2 separate regions of the Hordeum vulgare genome follow, and region 1 is linked to region 2. The links are chromatin contacts, called in public Hi-C maps. All regions are on one chromosome and are shown on one strand. Each heading gives the region's core, a stretch centred on a gene start, on an enhancer-like site or on the middle of the called end of the contact. The rest is flanking DNA. Distances are from core to core; before and after follow the strand shown.

The links. A called contact is a pair of places that touch in the nucleus more often than the background predicts.
Region 1: a Hi-C map of seedling shows a contact between it and region 2, with 2.5 times the contacts expected there. The contact joins the promoter of LOC123427548 here to the promoter of LOC123427544 in region 2. A contact is called at or near these places in 2 of 6 Hi-C or Micro-C datasets (leaf and seedling).

What each region holds. Positions count from the first base shown.
Region 1 is chr2H:593,965,142-593,967,952 of MorexV3_pseudomolecules_assembly, reverse strand. LOC123427548 (BEACH domain-containing protein C2) reads right to left here and starts at 1,498. Exons shown (of 31, transcript XM_045111625.1): 1 at 1-1,498. The coding sequence starts at 1,160.
Region 2 is chr2H:593,744,963-593,747,779 of MorexV3_pseudomolecules_assembly, reverse strand. It overlaps LOC123427544 (copper-transporting ATPase HMA5), which reads left to right and starts at 1,368. Exons shown (of 6, transcript XM_045111619.1): 1 at 1,368-1,971. The coding sequence starts at 1,435.

The DNA of each region.
Region 1 (2,811 bases), core at 249-2,748, 220 kb before region 2:
AGACTACCATCCACATACAATCTCAATTCACTGTCTCCCTTCCCAAGCAAACCATGCTTGTTTGTGTGCTCTAGCCCAACAAAGTACCAGCGCTGAGGCTTGAACGCATAAGTGAAGTGCAGAGAAGCCTTCTTGCCCTTCCCACCCCCGCTCTCCACCACCAAGAATTGGCCATGGAAGTAAGCCTCCACACCCTGGTTATCCGAAGAGAGAAAGCTGAAAAGCCGTGGCATGTGTGTTGTACCTTCTCCTGCAAGGGCACTGGCCGCTGCAGCTGCTGACATTGCTGATGATTTTCCAGATGTTGCTGCTGCAGCCGCGGCAATTGCAGCAGCGGCTGTTGCTGTGCTAAGTGTGTCAGAGAATGATTCAATATAAATCCAAGTAGCAAATCCATAGCCACTCGAGAAGGGCCACCTGCTATCGCCAGGACCAAGCAGACCAGAGCTCTCCCCATCAAACTCAAACGTCGCGGCAGGACCTCTTGCTTCCTCACTGCCCATAGCTTTCTCAAGTGCCAGGATCAGTGGTGTGGCCCAGCTCGTCCCGAGCGCCTTCTTAACCAAGCCAAGCCAGGAATGGAGGTCCTTCACACTAAGCGAGTGGCCACCCAAGAGCTGAATGCACTGAAGCAGTGGTGTCCCGTCCCAGCTACTAGTGCTACTCTGGCCTGTTCCAACGAACAGCTTCTCTGCAGACTCAAGGAGCACGGATAGGAGGCCTGAGGAAGAGCACATGGCACGGTTGCGGGTGCAGGCCCCTAGCGCGGCGTGCAGGCCAATAGCCATACGAGTGCGTGGTGATGGCTCGTCGCTGCAGGGGAGGTGAGGCAGGAGCTCAGCGGCAGTGATGGCGGCGCGCGAGTTGGACATGATGCTCGGGGAAGTACCAGTGCCAGTGGTGTCCCTAACCTCGTCGAGGTCATCCACGCCGCCCATGGTTCCGAGCAGAACATCGACGACGTAGTGCGGTAGCTCGCCCTGCCCCTCAGAGACCATCTCGAGGAGGCAGTCCACCCGGCCTCCACGATCGCCCATGACCGCCGCATCCACGGCCTGCACCACCTCCTGCGGCGCGGCAGCTGGCACTCCGGGAGGCCGATGCCGACTCCTCAGCGGTGGCGAAGTCTCCGGCGGCATCGTGGGCGTGCCCGTGCTCATCTTCGGACTTGGCGTCCCCTTCTCAACACCCACCTCCTCGCTGAGCGAAACCGCGGCGAACTGCTGCACGGAGCCCTGCTCCTGAAGCGCAGAGGGAGGCCCCGGCGTGCCCGTGCTCGTCTCCTGACTCGACACCCCCTCCTCCGCGACCACCTCATCCGTGAGCGAAACCTGCGCGAACTGCTCCGCCACGGAGCCCTGCTGTCGGGGCGTCGGCAGCGGCGCTGACGTGCCCGCGCTCGTCTCCTGACTCGACGCCGCCTCCTCGACGCCCACCTCGTCGGTGAACGGCAGCGGCGCGAGCTGCTCCGCGGAGCCCTGCTCCCGAGGCGCCGGCGACGAAGCTGGCGTGGCCGCGCTCGTTCCCGGGCTCGTCGGCGCCGCGTCGGCGAGCGGAACGGACGGGCCCTGCTCCGGAGGCGGCGGCGAGGAATCGCGCATCTCGCGGGCGTCCTCGGCCATTGCGAGGGCTTACTTCATCAACACCGCATCCGAAGAAAGCCCTCCGAATAAAAATGCGAGCGGAATCGGTCAACGATAGTGGGACAGCGAAGCGGAGACTGGTTGGAGAGGGGGGGGAGAGATCGGAGTGAACGGCGGCGCGCAATGTGGGCGGGGATCAGCGCAGATCTAATTGAGAGGCGGCCGGGGAAATGGCTGCCGGGAGGGGGGTGGGATGGATCAGCGGCGATGCGTGACGAGATCCGGGGAGGGAGAGGGGGAGGCGGATGGGATGGGATGGGATGGATGAACTGACGAAGAGAAGGGGAAGGGCACGGGAGAAGGAGACGCGGCCGGTTCACGGGTTGCGGCTGGCTGGAGGAGTAGCTAGCTAGCCGGCCATCCAGCTTACTTTTCAGCTCCGGGTTTGGGCTTAGGCCCGTTAAGGAAGCGAGGTTAGGAGCTGGGCCCGTGTTGGCGGCGACACAAGAGCGCCAATCGGAACGAGCCAGTGACTAATCACTTTATCATAATAAACACCAGTTGCTCAAAAAAAATACTTGATCATAAACACCATTTGATGCGCAATTAAGAGAACACCAATTTATGCCATCTCAAAAGAAAAATAAGCTTTCCTAAAAAAAAATGCAGACGATATTCCGTTGACACTAAAATGTGGATTATATAAATTAAGGAAATGTCGGAAGGTGTATTTGGTACAAGTACAAGACCCTCGAAAGTTACTTAAGCTTCCCATTATTGTTAACAAAAAGTGTGAAAAATGGGACCTCCCAGCTAACACAGCAGGCGGCTAGGCCTCGTTTCTTATGGCGTTAGGATCATAGAAACGCGGTGAATCCCGCTAGTGGAAGGCTTTCGTTTTTATGCCTTTTGTTTTTTGTTATGGTATACATGATGTTTAGGAAAATCTGACGGCGGTGATTTTTTGAAGATGAAATGATGATCTTCTCGTTTAGCCTCCGTTCCAATGGTGCATCTAGTATCATTTGGGGCGTATGAAGGTGTGTTTTCGGTAAATCTCGTAGGATCCGGTTGGTTGTTGTCTTTGGTAAACCAGTTGTTGTCATTGATGAATCCACTCGGATCCAGTCTTCGAACGTTTACGTCGGTGTGTCTTTAGGTTGGATACTTTCGATCTAAGCTTATCTTCATCGACGACAGTTGCTGTTCTGGTACGTTAGTCTTACGA
Region 2 (2,817 bases), core at 119-2,618:
TCTCACTTCCCATACTGTGTGTGCTGCTAGATGCTGTTCGCACCCTTGTGCTTTCATGCTGACAGATCGACAGAGCTAAGTTCAGACTACGCCGGGTTCCTGAATCATTATCCGATGCTTCTCCCTCGGGTCTGGGTGCTTTCAAAGGACTAGTAACATCATCTTCCTCTCCCTGTCCATCATCCAGTCCCGCATCCTGGGACGATCTCTTGCGAGCTGGAGATGTATTGCCCTTGTTACCACCACGCCCCCTGCCACCAGTTCTTGCTCTCCCTCCAGAACGACCGCCTCTTCCTACGTGGTCCTCATCTCTCTTACCCGACGCCACCTCCTTCCTCTGTGCCAGCATCCAGCTCCCCCATTGTTTCTGCTTCGCCTCCCACACACCATCACCACACTCCTCATGGTTGTGTCCCATAAGTCCACAAACCTGACAGAAATATGGTGTTTTCTCATACTTGATAGGGAACATGCGACGGCCCTCCCCTGATACTACCAGAGCCGTAACCCTAGTAAGAGGTTTGCCAACCAGTATGCGCGCGCGAACTCGCACGTAACCACCTGCGTAGAACAGTCTGGGAGAGAGTTGGATTTCCTTGACCCTACCAATGCGCCGGGCAAGCTGATCCACAATGTCCATACTCCTATACATATCAGGGATCCCATGAATCTGTGCCCAGACATGGATACCATCGAGCACCACCTCCGCAGGGTTCGTCTTCCCGTCATAGTCCTCCACTATAAGCCCCATGCACCGGAACAGCCACGGTCCTCCATGGACCACCTTCTTCCAATCCCCCAAGCAGAACATCTGGAACACAAACAGATTGTCTCCCGCTTCTCTGTACTTCGGGGATTTAGCCAATCCCCACATTGTTTTTAGGGTTTCAAACATAGCTGCCGATGAGAAAGGCCGAGAGGTGTGCAACTTCCAAATCGCAAGCCACCGTGCGTCCGCCTCAAGTTTCTTGACCTCCTCTTCGCCCACCACCACATCATCTAGTACTTCGTCCTTCAGATCAAGGTGCTGCAACATGTCCTCCAGATTCTTTCCAGTCCACCCCGAGGAGGAGGACGACCCATTGTCTCCTGCCATCGCACCCCGTGGAAAGCGCCCAAATTGCCTCGCCCGGGCTAGCCCAGCGATCGATAATCCTCACGTCGGCGATCGGATCGCCGTCGGAGGTCCTAAAACCCTAAACGAGAGGGTATTGCAGCATCGGGGGCCGCCACATGGTTAAGCACGGCCGTGGCGGCGTCGGCCCTTGTTCACGAGAGCTGCCAACGTCGGCCTTTGTGCTGGCCACGCGACGGAGCCCAAACAAATACTGCTTTTGCGTTGTGTCCGCAGCTCGATCTTTCCAGTCGGTTATACCGGAATTCTCCACCCGCCTACGCGACTGACGTGCAGCGGCCATATTCTAACATCCGACGATGCGAGCACTAGAGCGCAGCTCGCTTTGCTTTCCCCACAGTCTCATTTTCGGGAAAAAGGAGCGCACACGATCGGCGCCACCCTCCCCGCCCTATAAATCCGGCAATGCTCGAAGCAGCCCCCAAGCAGCTCCGCAGCGATCGTCGCGAGCTCCAGCGGTCGCCATTCCCGGACGCCGGAAGCCCTCTCTCGGGATGGCGGCGGGCACTCGGGGCGCCGTCTTCCTCGCCTGCTTCCGCGGCGGCGGCGCCGAGGGGAGCGGCCACCGCCTCGCGCTGCGGCCGCGGTACCCGCCCATGCCGCGGCGCACCAAGGCGGCCGCGGTCGCCGGCGATCTGGAGGCCGCGGCGGGGGCGGACGAGGAGGGGGAGGAGGAGGAGGAGAAGGTGGCGGTGTTTGCAGTGACCGGCATGACCTGCGCCGCGTGCGCCGGGTCGGTGGAGAAGGCCGTCAAGCGGCTCCCCGGCATCCACGACGCCGCCGTCGACGTCCTCGGCTGCCGCGCGCAGGTCGCCTTCTACCCGGCATTCGTCTCGGTGAGCAGAGCAGAGCACCCTGATTTCTCGGCCTTCCCGCACCTGTTAAGCACGCCCAACATCCGCCGGCCGTTCTGCATTCTAGGGGGGATGGGGGGGCGACCTGCGCGTGGGGTTGGGATGAATTTAGGATTCTAGACGGTCGCGTGTGATTACTTTGAGATTTTCTTTTGTGAAAATGCTGTGCATACTTTTGATGTACAGTTATAGATCAGTACAATGATTCATCCCTTTGGATTTGGGGCATATGGTTGGTGCTGTGCTTATACGTCAAGTCACATGCATTGTGTCCTTATCAGAAGCCTGAAAACTGATACACGGGCATTTTTAGCTTTAGGAAGTCCCAGCATCACAAAATTGGCTGATATTGGGAGCATTGGTTACTTTGCGAGGTGATAGACTATAGATTTGTAGAGGAAAAACTGTGTCATTCTGTGCAACTACTCTGAACCCAAAATACTTCGCTAAGGTTCAGCCGTTTCGCTACGGTTTTCTTCCAATTTCTTCTAAGGAAGGGATTTAGGCAGCGTCTTGGAGAATCCAGTGGCAGAGGCTAAACAAAAACTCCTGCTAGACAACCAATGCCGGCACGTATGGTTAATAGCATCACTCAAGGAGAGGGATTCATGTGGCCTTAGTTGGTTTTCCTTTTGAGATGAGAAACGTTTAAAGGGGTGGTGGCCCTGAAAGTTCATGCATTTATTGACTTTGTGTGGTTCACAAGGCTACAGCTAGACAACTTTGCTTCTGATGTGAAACTGCTAACTACTTTAAAACATCGAGTGGCCGATTTGGGTTCTCATTACATGCCTAGTTGTAAATACTGTGATGTGCACAAGGCTGCAG